3 separate regions of the Mus musculus genome follow, and regions 1 and 3 are each linked to region 2. The links are chromatin contacts, called in public Hi-C and promoter capture Hi-C maps. All regions are on one chromosome and are shown on one strand. The core of a region is the stretch at or near the end of the contact, and the rest is flanking DNA. Distances in the headings are between cores, read along the strand shown.

Region 1 (4,000 bases), core at 209-2,708, 1.6 Mb after region 2:
GTTAATCAGCTAACATGCTGATTGGCTACGTGGAAGGCTGGAACCGTGACTTCAAGTAGTGTTCAATGAGCAGCGCTGGCGTCACACAAGGTCAAGCTAAAACAAGTCAGAAAAGAAGCAAAGCCCCTTCTTTTGTCCCCAGATGTTGTTCATAGATTGTGACAGAGTAACAAAAAGAATAACCAGTTACTAAGTAGTCAGAAGAGGTTTTTGCCTCTCTTCAGTGACAGAAGTACACACAAATCTCACAGTTGGAAGACTGTCCCAAAACACACGAACCAAATTTATTTATTACTGATGGCAAATACTGAAGGCACAAACTGACATTTTGGGTTTTCTGATTTAATATTCGCTTTATAGTTCATAAAACAAGGCTCTCATATGTGTATGTGTGTGTGTATGCACGTGTATTTAGACCAAGTCTCACTCTGTGGTTTAGACTGGTGCAGAACTCACTTCGTACACCAGGATGGCCAACAATTCGCAGCAATCTTTCTGCCTCAGCCTACAGAGTGTGGGGATTACGGAGTGCGCCACCACTACCAGCAGAGTCTGGGCTTAAATTACCCTCCCATTTTACAGGAGAAGAAACCGAGGCAGCAAGCTCGCCTGCTACACGGCTTGCAACTCTAAGTCTCTGCGGTCACCAACTCCATCCGTGACACTCAGCCCCAGGTTACAGCCAAAAAGTCTGTAACCTGGAGAAAGGCAGACTCCCTTCCTACTTCACTTTCTAATAGGGCGGGTCGGACTGGACGGGACTCCCGGCAGAGCCCCGAGGCTATCCTCCACCTGCCGGTCCCGGCGAAGGGGAAAACTCACCTCTCGACGCCGGAGCCACAGCGCCTGCGAGGTCCGCGGGGCCGCGTCTCCCCGCGGCAGCCGCGAGCCCTCCGTCCGCTGCCCACTTCCGCCGAGCGCCCTCGTGAGCTCGCAGTTGGCTCCGCGCGAGGGCGCCCGGCGGGGCCGCGGGGTCTCCGGGCGCGTGCAGCCGGGGCCGCCACGTGCGGGGTCGCTCGGACCCGCGCGCGCGCGAGCAGGGCCGGGACTGCGCAGGGGCGGGCGCGCGCGCGCGCGCTCTCCCGCCCGAGGCCCCTCCCCCGCGTCCCCTCCCCCCCCCCGCCCTGTCCCGCGCCCCGCCCGCACTCACTGAACATCCCAGGCGGCTCCCGCTGCCCCGCCGCCGCCCCGGCACCGGCTGCTTCCGTATCGGTTGCCCGCCGTAGGACTCCGTACGACGACCGGCTAGCCGGGTCCCCGCGCCCTACGTCCTCCCGCGCTCGCGGTTCTCGGTGGCCGCCCCATGACCGCCTGACGGAGCGGGCACGCCGGGCTAGGCCGCGGACGCGCGACGCCGCCGCGGCCAGGGCGCGCTCGGCGCTCCTCTAGCGATGTCTGCGTGACGCCCCTCCCCGCCCCGAGCCGTTGGCGTCAACGTCTGCCGGAAGCGCCTCCCTCACATGTGGCTCGCCGCCGTGGAGGTCCCAGGTGAGCGGACGGTTGGAGAGTTTGGGTTTCCTCTGCGCCGAGGCGCCAGTTTGGCGGATGCGGACACCAGTCCTAACAGGAGGGAACCGGCTGGAGAGCCGGGATCGGAGGAGCCTCTGCCCGAGGGAGTTCCCGCTATGGAACCCTGCTTGAGGTTCTGAACTGCTTTACCCCGAACTGAAGGAGCTCCACTTGAGAGAACCTTGATCTGAGGGAGACCCACGTTAGAGAGCACCCCGATCTCCTACACGGAGCTCGGACTCGAGGGAGCCCCGATCCAGGTAGTAGGATTTGAAGGTATCATGATAAACTAGAACCACCACCTCCTCCTCCTCCTCCTCCTCCACCACCACCACCACCACCACCACCACCACCACCACCACCACCAAAACCAAACTTTTTATTTGTATGGGTGTTTTATGTACACCCGCAGAGGATAAAAGAGGGGCGTTCCTCTAGAACTGGAGTGGTGGTTGTGAGCCAAGATGTGGGATATTGGGACTCGAACCTGGGTTCTCTGGAACAGCAGTAAGTAATCCTAACCACGGAGTCATCTTTCCAGCCCCCTAGAACATTGATTCTCAACCTTCCTAATCCTGCAACCCTTTGTTCATGTTGTGGTGACACGCCCCCCCCCCCCCCGCCATGAAGTTATTTTGTTGCTATATTATAATTGCAATTTTCCTACTGTTGGAAGCATAATGTGAATAAATACCTGGTTTGCAATCTTGTGGGCGTGTGACCCGCAGGTGGAAAAACCCTGCCCTAAACCCTTCCCGAGGTAGTCAGAGGGCGAGGACAGGAAGGGAGGCCTCTCAGTTCTGAAGGCCTGTAGTAAGCTTTCCAAAGTGCACAGTCTCTTGCCTCAACACAGCAGCGTGGTGAATGTTCTGTCAGGGTTTAAGCTAAGTTGTTTACCATAATGGAAACAAACTTTATGACTTTTAAAAACTCAAAAGGTTTAGCTGGGTTTCATAGCAAGTGTAGGTTGTTAATGTATCCTTTCCTTTGTTACTTGGGATTTTAAAGATTGTATATGGTTTTTGTCTACTGTAGCTGTGTGTGACGAGTTACTGTTACAGTAGAAGTAAGAGCATTTTTATTGAAATTAATGCCTGAATTCTGTTTCTTTCTCTCTTTGCTCCTTTTGTCTGACATTCATGAGGATCCTGGGGAGAAGATGCAGAATTCCCTGGAAATTGACTTACAGATCGTTGTGGGTGCTAGGAACTGGACTCGGGCTCTCTACAGGAGTCACAAGTGTTCTTTACTGCTGAGCCGTTTCCTCAGCCACATCACCTAATTTCTTTTTCACTTCAAGAAGCATTATTTTCTTCAAGTACTGTATTGCTTGCTTTTTTGCTTATTTAATAGTGCTACTCCTGTTACACAACACAGTTTTGAAGCTGTGCTAAACCATCTCTTTCGATCTTAAATCATGAATGGTGACTGTCATCCTGTGAGTGATTTACACACTTTGATTTCTCCTTATTGAATTCCTGTATTCTCTAAGTGTGATCACAGCAGGAGTACTTATAATCTATTGTCTACCTGCTTTTGATGAAAGCCAGTTTCAAATTAACTATATATTTGACACAACATCTTACCATGTATCCTAGGCTGGCCTCTGCTTCCTAATTGTACCCAATAAGGTATATAGGGAGGGGTTGGAGAGGTGGCTCAAAGTTAGGAGTACAGCTGCTCTCAGAGAGGACCTGGGCTCAGTTCCCAGTACCTCCATGGCGCCTAACTCATGACTATCTGTACTCTAGTCTCCAAGACTCTAATGCCCTCTTTGACCTTCTTGGACTCCTGAGTGCATATACTCAGGCACATATACATAAAAAATTTTCTTTTTAAAAGATACTGTCCATTTTCTGGTGTCTGTTCAGTTAGGCCTTATTATAATACTATTTTCCTTTTTTAATTGTAGAAGACGTGTAGCAATGGCTGCTGTTTATTCTGGTATTTCCTTTAAACTTAAAAGCAAGACAACTTCCTGGGAAGATAAACTAAAATTAGCTCACTTTGCTTGGATTTCCCATCAGTGCTTTCTACCAAATAAAGAACAAGTAAGTTTAACGTAGAACTTGTACGTTTTATGATCTAAAATAATTTCATGTACAGCTTGGATATTAACATTTAAAAGATTAGAAGACATGTTGGGGAGAAAACTTGATTTGCAGTCACTGTCAGTGAAGAAGCAGTGGGGCTTTTGGATTGCTAGGCGGGAAGTTGAGAAGTTGGAAAGTGCTAGTCTGAGGGCAAGCTAGAAGCAGGTAGGTACCAGTTATGATGTTCTATTGGGATTTCTTAAGTTGCTGTGGCTAAAAAGTAGGCAGTGCAGCTGTGGTAGGATGACAAGCTCATGGAATAGGGCTGGCCTCCATCCAGTGCTGGTATCAGACTGTATTATAATTGTGAGAGAAGTGACGAGGTGTGGTTTGCAGAACAGTTAGCTTACCTGTCAGTGTCCACACCTACTACGTGTTTGAGTCATCTTGACAGCTAG
Region 2 (4,216 bases), core at 285-2,784:
GCTCGCGGGCAAGCAGCTTCCCAGTAAACCTGGCTTGAATAAGATCTAATCTGGCTTGATTCGGCTCATTTCACTGGGTAGCTTGAGCAGTTGGTGTTAATTTTCTTCCAGAGGTGGGAGGCCAGCGTGGCCTAATCCTGGCTTGCAGATGGCTGCTTTCTCACTGTCTCCTCAGATGGTGGTGGTGGTGGTGTATGAAAAGAGATATACATATATACATGCACACATACATAGGAGAGAGGGGGGAGAGAGAGGGAGAACCTTCTGTCTGACCTGATTGGCAGCCACCTTTAATCCCAGCACTAGCATGATCTCTCAAATAGCTCTCCTTGGTATCTATTGAAGGACACCAATCTATGAGATCCAGACCCCACCTTTATACCCTCACGGAGAGGCTCTGCTTTGAAATCCATACCAGCTTGGTGCTAGGACTTCACATGTAAGTAACTTGGAGGGTGGGCGGCATAGTTCAGTCGCATTATGGAGTCAAAAGTATTCGACTTGTCATGACTGGCGCCTTCCTAGGCGTCCTCGGTGTTTGTAGCATGTGTCTGAACTTCATCCCTTTCTGTGGCCCAATTAATGCAGGACTGTAAGACCAGAACTCCCCCCCCCCCTTATATCAGTTTATGGGCATCCGGGTGGTTTCACTTTGAGGAAGACAGGCAGCCCCTAACCAGTAAGACCAAGATCAGATTCAAAATTTGCAAGGGGTCAGTACCTAATGATCTCCGTACCTTTTATCAGGTCATGGGGGGGGGGGGGGGTTGGACTTCGGGCTCCAGCAGCTGAGCCCCATCTGGGTAGTAGGAGGGGACTGAAAAATGACCCAATCAGTTTAAGTCCTCCCCAGGGAGGTTACACTGGGTCACGGTAATTTAACGATGCCAGAGATGTTTAGCGTCACAGAAACAGGTAAGAGGATCTAAATCCTTCAACTCCAAAATCTTTTTTTTTTTTTTGAGGGTACCAGGGCCTCGCACATACTTGGCAGGTGCTGTCTCAACCTCAGAGCTACACTCCAGCCCCCAAAACACTTTTGGTCAAGTATTGATTTTTTTTTTTCCGAGACAGGGTTTCTGTGTAGCCCTGGATGTCCTGGAACTCACTCTGTACACCAAGCTGGCCTCGAATTCTGAAATCCGCCTGCCTCAGCCTCCCAAGTGCTGGGATTAAATACAGCCCGGCAAAATATTGATATTTAATAAGGCAGAAAGTTCGTGCCCTGAAGAAACGAATGCTAAGTTTTCAGACCCTGGAAGTGTCCACTCGCACTCACCAAGAGCCTCAAAGGGCTTTCCCTTTCCGGCACGCATCCCGCCTGCTCCTCATCTGATCTCATCCCAAGCAACTACCACGAAGAGCCACCGACTGCGCACGCGCCGCCAGGAGGCCCGCTAGAGGGCGGGGTCGACCTCGGTGAGCCTGCGCAGTAGCAGAGCCTTGGGAGCGCGCGCCGCGGAGGCGAGGCCGGCGGAGGCCGGAAGGAAGTGCGGAAGAGGGCGGGGCTAGCGAGGGAAGCCCGCCGGTTCGCAAGACGGCCGTCGCGGCCTGATGACGTTGCACAATGGCCGGCCCCCGCGGGTAGTGGAGCCCGTTTGTTCCGCCCGCGTCGTGCCCAAAGCCGGAGCCAGTGAGGAGCGAAAAGGCTGAGGAACGTCTCGTCCACGCTGCCCCCACCACAGCGGAGCCGTGGCCGCCTCCCGTCTTCGCGTTGAGGTAAGCTGGGCCGGCGGGCGGCGGGGAGAAGGCCGCCCCAGCGGCGGCGGGAGCGAGGCCCCGGAGCCCGGCGCCGCCTCCCGAGCTCTCGGGCGCGCCCCCGGCTGTGCGCAGCCGCGGGCCGAAGCGCGGGCCGGGACAGCGGGCAGGCGCGAGCCCGCTGCGGCCTGGGACGTCCGGGCGGGTGCCGTGGCGCGCCGCGGTCTGCCGTGGTGAAGTTGCTTTTCCTGAAGCTGTCATTTTCCCTTCCGGGCCACTCGGCGTGGCACATGTTCGCCGCCCACAAAGGGGAGCGGATCGCGCAGGTTGGCTCGGGAGGAGGCCCGCTTGGACTCTCGACGGGCTCTGCAGGGAACTTTGAACTCTCTGGAGCCTCCTGCAACTTGCTCTCGCAACTTCAAGCGAGCACAGGTTGGACGGACCCACTGTGCTCCAAGAGTCCCGGGTCGCTTAGGAAGTGTGACCTCCTCGCCTCTTGGACTGTGAGCTTAGAGATGCCATTTCTTTAGTGTAAAGTAGCCAGGCGATTGTAGTGCTAGAAGGAAATTAAACTAAGACCTATAGTCTCGCCCCTACTAGATACTTAGTTTCCCGTATACTTTTGACAGCTGAGTTTACCGGGCACAATAGCTGTTTCAAATGAGCTTTTTCTTGGCACTTATTAACAAGAGTAATCTTCAGACCCATTTGAGGGTAGTAGAAGAAGGCATTTGTTTCTTCTTCATCACATTACCTATCCCAAGGCAGAGGTTGAGATTCTCTGTCCCTAGGCTAGTTCCCATTTCCCAGCCCCCTGAGAGGAGAATGCGAATGATCTGAACACGTTTGAAGCCAGCCAGTTCTGGAACCAATCAATATGTCCCCAAAGCTGAAACTCCTCTCTAGTCGTAGATGGGGAATGCTCAAACATTTTAAGAGCACTTCGGATTTACTTCCTGAACACTCAGCAGGTAAGTTTGCTTTGCTCATCTCCAAAGAGATAGCTTGTCATCTGCAGACCATCCCAAGGAGACCATCTCCTTACCGAAGAGTTTTTGCAGAGCTTAAGTCACTTTGCGGGTGGTGTTTTCAACATCCTGACATTCTTGCTCTATACATGGATGGAGCTATGAATAAGTTTTTTTAACCAGGCATAACAGAACTTAGACATCAACATAGGCTCTGCTCTGCTAAACTTCATCTCCCACAGCTGAGTATGGTGGCCCACACCTTAATCCCAGAACTTGGGGGGAAGCAGAAGCGAGGGGGTCTCTTAGTTCCAGCTAGCTTGGTCTACATAGTGAGTTCCAGGACAGCCAAAGCTACAAAGTGAGACCTTGGTTCAAAGGAAAAGTCGTTTTCCAGAAGTTGTATTTGTGTGTTATCGAGCCTCCTTAACAAAACCTACTTGGAACACGTTTCTCAGTAGTAGGCCAGTCAGTGGTGACCAAGTCTTTAATCTCAGAACGCAAGAGGCAGAGGCAGAGGCAGGTATATCTCTATTGGTTCGAGGCTAGTCAGGGCTACGATGAGAAACCCTGCCCCCCTCCCCAAGTCATACCCCATGTTTGCCCAAGAGTTGTTTTAACCTGAATTGGTAAATTCACCAGGCCAGGCTATTAAGTAGCTTGTAGCAGTTGCTGAAAATGACCCAGCTGTGAGGAGACCACGACATAACTGTTCTGTCAGTAGTAGAGTGGTTGGAGTCAGTTTGGCCTTCCTGAGCTGCTGCTGACACAAGAGCAGAACGCTGCTCTGGAGTTCTGTTACAATGTTTTACAAACAGGCAACTTTATTAGATCTCTTTCTAGTATGCAACAGGTGGTTCCTGGATTCATGGGGTTTTGTCGTTTAGTCAAGCATTTTCCAGTATGTCAAATGCAGCTGGGGACAGAGATATTGAAAGACTGTCATTCCACCCCTGAACAGGTTCACCATTGTGGATAGGAGGACTAAAGGTTAGTTCTAAACTTTGTGAGAGTCCTGCACTACTGGGTTAGTGGGTAAGAAGATTGTAAACATTGTAGCTGGGCTGGAGGATCCCCGGATTCACAGCTTATATGTAGCACATGAGTTCCCTGCAGCCAGCAGAGGGTAGCACACAGAATTAGTCTTTTTTTTTTGTTTTGTTTTTGTTTTTGTTTTTGTTTTTGAAGACAGGGTTTTTCTGTATAGCCCTGGCTGTCCTGGAACTCACTTTGTAGACCAGGCTGGCCTCGAACTCAGAAATCCGCTGCCTCTGCCTCCCGAGTGCTGGGATTAAAGGCGTGTGCCACCACCACCGAGCGGCAGAATTAGTCTTAACAGAGAATACTGATACCTAGAGAGACAGTGGACCTTTTTGGAGCATGGCTGGAGATCAGTCCCTCTACTGATTTCCCAGTATGGGCTTTTGGAAACAAGATCCCAACTTATAACAGCCTTCAAACAAACTATTGGAGTTTGTGTGCTGCAGTTAGATGGACAGAGTAATGCACAGTGCAAGAAACAAGATTCCTAACTTAGAGAGGAATTCTGG
Region 3 (3,928 bases), core at 1,151-3,650, 1.6 Mb after region 2:
GAGTCATGGCGGGAAACTGGAGGCGGGAACTGAAGCAGGGGCCATGGATAAATGGTCTTTACTGGCTTGCTCAGTTTACTTTCTTATACACTCCAGGGCCACTTGCCAATGGGTGGCACTGCCCAGTGAGTCAGGCCCTTTTACATCAATCACCAATCATGAAAATCACCCCTGAAGGCAAGCCTATGGGGGCATTTTCTTTTCTTTAAAGATTTATTTATTTTATATATATGAGTAAGCTGTTGCTGATACAACGTGGATGATGGGAATTGAACTCAGGACCTCTGAAAGAGCAGTCAGTGCTCTTAACCACTGTGTCATCTCAGGAGTGGGGGTGGGGGTTTCTTAATTGGGCTCCCCCCTACTCAGATGATTCTAGTTTGTGTTCACAAAAAACTAACCACCATGCCTGAGTCATCTGAGTTCAGAAATTAGAAGTGAGTACACCTCTGCCTCTGAGGTCAGTACTGTGAAGGGTTCTTCTTAAACAATAAAGTGAAAGCCAGGCACAGAGAGGAGGCAGATCTCTGTGATATCTGCCTGAGGTTAGCCTGGTCTACACAGTAAGTTCCAGAACCCTGTCTCAAAAAACAAGCAAACAAAAACAAGGGTCCCACGTGTGCTCTCAGCATCACAGTTACTCTCTGAATTATCACAAGACTTGTAGGTTCATACATTTTAATCATAAGTCTCTGTTAGACTCAGTATTTCCTGTTTTCATGCAGAAAAAAATTCACTTAAGATACACACACACACACACACACACACACAAACATACACACAAACATACACACACACACACACACACACACACACACACACATCACTGTGTGTCTCTGGTTGCTTTGGAACTATATAGCCAAGACTAGCTCTGATCCAGGGTCCTCCTACCTTAGCTTTCCATGTGCTAGGATTTTAAGTTGTGTACTACCATGTCCAGCAATACCTTTTAAAATAATTTTAAGGCAATAGTTGTCAGGTACTTTTGAGATTAATTTACTGGTTTTTTTGTTTGTTTTGAGCAAAAATGATGTATCAGAACATATATGCATCTTACTATCTTTTTAACCCATCATATATACATATATGTGTGTGTGTGTATATATGTGTATATATATATATATGATTGTATGATAGATAGATAGATATCGAAAAGCAAGTGCTCTTATCCCCAGAGCCATCTTTCCATCCCAGAAATTCACTTTTGAAAGATGAACAGAAGAAATTCTTCTAGAAAAAGGTAACCCAATTCTGAATTTTCGTGTTAATTACATTGAGGAGGGTAACAATTCTACTATACATGTGGACTTGGCAGCACACCAGCATCTTTAGTGAAGCACGCTCTCTCTCTCTCTCTCTCACACACACACACACACACACACACACACACAAAGTGCTTTTATGTAACCTAGTCACAACCATCACATTTTGTGGCCCAAGTCCTTTAACTGCCAATCAGTATGTAGTAATAAGCATTTGCTAGGCACTGAGAAAACATTTTTGCCAGGTTTGTAGGCTCTTACCATGACTCAGATAGGTGTACTGAATCCTGAGATGCTGAGATCCTGACTTAAAGCTGGAAGTGTTAAACAAAATGATGGTAGCCAGACAAGCTACTGCATGCTTGAAATAGAAGAATCTTAAAAGTGGATTGAGCAAAGTCAGCCTAGGGTACGTAGCATGGGCTGTCCCAAAGTGGACAGGACTGAGTTCCAGGCTGCATTCCTACACTATATCACAAAAAGACTACACCAGACCAAATGTTACTCGTGTCAAACGCCACAGAGTCAAACCACAACTTTAAACAAACAGCAGCCCGACACTGACCTGTGTCAACATAATAAAGAAATGACTTTTTAATCTTTACAATAATCTGAAGTATGTTCCTACCTTGCAAGCGTAGTGCTCAAAAGGTTCTTTCATTCTTTTCTGTAGCGCGGAGACAGAGTGAATCCATGGGTCCAATAAAGAGTTAAACAGAGAACGGGCAAAACGAGGGCCACCATTAAGCAGCGACAATAAAACGCGAGAATGACCAGAAGTACTTTCGAACTCTGCGGCAGCTTACCCCACTGCCAGGCTCCACCTCCCCGCTGTGGAGCGGACCCCGCTGGTCCCCGAACCCCCACTTACCGTGAGCTCACCGAGCTGCGCCGGCCTGCGGGCGAGAACAGCACGGGCGAGTTAACCGCAGATCCCAGAGACAGACCCCTCCTGCTCGCTCTAGGCGTGGACGTGGGCCCGATCCCGACTAGCGGACCGCGTCGGGTCCCCGGCCCTGGGGTTCGCGGAGAGGAGACGCTCGGAAACATGTTTGCAGAGAGCGTGGAGGAAGCGGCACTCGCGGGCTAATAGCGAGAACCTCGCGCGCCCGGAGCTTGAACACCTGAGGGGCGGGAAGGCGCCTAGAGATGACGTAAGGGGGCGCTCAGCGAGTAGGGAGGGGAAGGCGCATGGCAATGACGTCAAAGATCGGCGCCGAGACTCGGGGCAAGGTCGGAACTGGGAGCGCTTTGTTGACGTCACATCCAGTACCGGGGAGGGGCGGGGCAGGCGATTTGGAGTCCTGCGACCCGATTCACCGCGGTGGATCCAGTGCTCCGGACCGAGAGCTTGCCAGAAGCGCCGGTCTCCGGCTGGAGCTGACCCTCCGCGGCGAGCGTGGGCTGGGGAAGGAGGCGCCCGTGGGCGGAGCTGAGGAAGTCGCGCTCTGGGCGGCGGTGGTGTGCTCACAGTTTTTCCCAACCTAATTCAGATCGGTTCAGGCTTGTTCTTCGTTCGATTGTCTGGGCTCTGCAGCGGGTTGCAGCTTTTTGCTTTCCAGGCACAGCTTGCATTTTGATGGGTCTGTCCTACTGCCGGAGATTCGGAAATGACAGTGCCCCCAGTCCCCGGGCATGTTCACTCTCATCGCTGCCCCTGAAGTTCCAGACCCTAGTAGAAGCCGATAGCAGGCGTGCACACAGTTCTGTTAGTCCTCTGCGGCTGTTTCGGAAGACCGTAGTGTGTGTATGGGGGTGTCTTTTCCATTCTGCTCCCCACATTACTAAACAGTGAACTGAGATTAGCCCGAGGCTGTACTAGAGTTTGTAAATATTCAGGGCTGATAACTGCCCAGGGACCCTTGCTGAACTTGTGAGGTCCCTTGTTACTTCGGGTGGCCTTTCCTTTTCGGTTTTTTCATTGTGTCCCACTTAGACAACATTGTAGCCAGACTTTTGACCACTTTATGGGTTCCTATTTCTACCACTTGTCTCCCTCTCAACCCCCCAACACTAGGTAGGAGAAAGAAGGCTAGAGGAAAAGGGGGCTTCGATATCCGTAGACTACTTCCTGCTGATAGAGGCATCGAGTTCCTTGGGGCAGTTTTGATCTTTTAAGAGCTCAGAAAGCCAGAAGGAGGGCATTGGACTCTGAAGTTAGTTACAGGGGGGTTGTGCGCCACCTAGCATGGGTGCTGGGAATTGAACTCGGAAAAAAAAAGAAAAGCATTTAGAAGTAGCTACTTGAGCCAGGTGTGGCTGCACACACCTATAATCTCTGTAGGACCAGAAGTTGTTCAAAGCCACCCTGGGCTACATGAGACACTGTCTCAAATGCCAACAAACAAACCCAATTACCTGAGAGACCATTATGGACACAAGGTTGTTAGGCATATCAGAAGTAAATACAGTGGGAGGGGGTAGGGGGAGAGAGAACATGGAAGGGAGGAGTCATCTCTGCCCTAAGGATGAGAGAAAGCAGCTTTCCAGTCCACAGTCCAGGAGAAACGTGCGCATGCGTAATGGAGCCTTTAATTCTTGCAAAGTGCAGTGTAGGAGAATTTCGGTTTCTTTTTTGTTTTGGTTTGGTTTGGTTTTCCGAGACAGGGTTTCTCTGTGTAGCCCTGGCTGTCCTGGAACTCACTTTGTAGACCAGGCTGGCCTCA

Evidence for each region. Promoter capture Hi-C pulls out the DNA fragments that hold promoters and counts their contacts. Hi-C and Micro-C count contacts between places; a contact is called where the count stands out from the background.
Region 1: a contact with region 2 is called in a promoter capture Hi-C map of embryonic stem cells, with 4 times the contacts expected there. The contact joins the promoter of Urb2 here to the promoter of Zc3h18 in region 2. A contact is called at or near these places in 2 of 39 promoter capture datasets (embryonic stem cells and liver).
Region 3: a contact with region 2 is called in a Hi-C map of olfactory sensory neurons, with 5 times the contacts expected there. The contact joins the promoter of Nup133 here to the promoter of Zc3h18 in region 2. A contact is called at or near these places in 2 of 484 Hi-C or Micro-C datasets (CD4 T cells and olfactory sensory neurons) and 2 of 9 other capture datasets (adipose tissue and liver).

What each region holds. Positions count from the first base shown.
Region 1 is chr8:124,020,039-124,024,038 of GRCm38.p6, forward strand. Urb2 (URB2 ribosome biogenesis 2 homolog (S. cerevisiae)) reads left to right here and starts at 1,459. Exons shown (of 10, transcript NM_001368414.1): 1 at 1,459-1,488; 2 at 3,422-3,560. The coding sequence starts at 3,435. Taf5l (TATA-box binding protein associated factor 5 like) reads right to left here and starts at 1,359. Exons shown (of 5, transcript NM_133966.3): 1 at 1,151-1,359. It overlaps Mir1967 (microRNA 1967), which reads left to right and starts at 2,603; the gene lies at 2,603-2,684.
Region 2 is chr8:122,375,082-122,379,297 of GRCm38.p6, forward strand. It overlaps Zc3h18 (zinc finger CCCH-type containing 18), which reads left to right and starts at 1,535. Exons shown (of 18, transcript NM_001029994.1): 1 at 1,535-1,719. It overlaps Gm39270 (adenomatous polyposis coli protein 2-like), which reads right to left and starts at 2,003. Exons shown (of 2, transcript XM_030243895.1): 1 at 1,280-2,003. The coding sequence starts at 1,990. The coding sequence ends at 1,352.
Region 3 is chr8:123,946,865-123,950,792 of GRCm38.p6, forward strand. It overlaps Nup133 (nucleoporin 133), which reads right to left and starts at 2,401. Exons shown (of 26, transcript NM_172288.2): 1 at 2,134-2,401. The coding sequence starts at 2,312.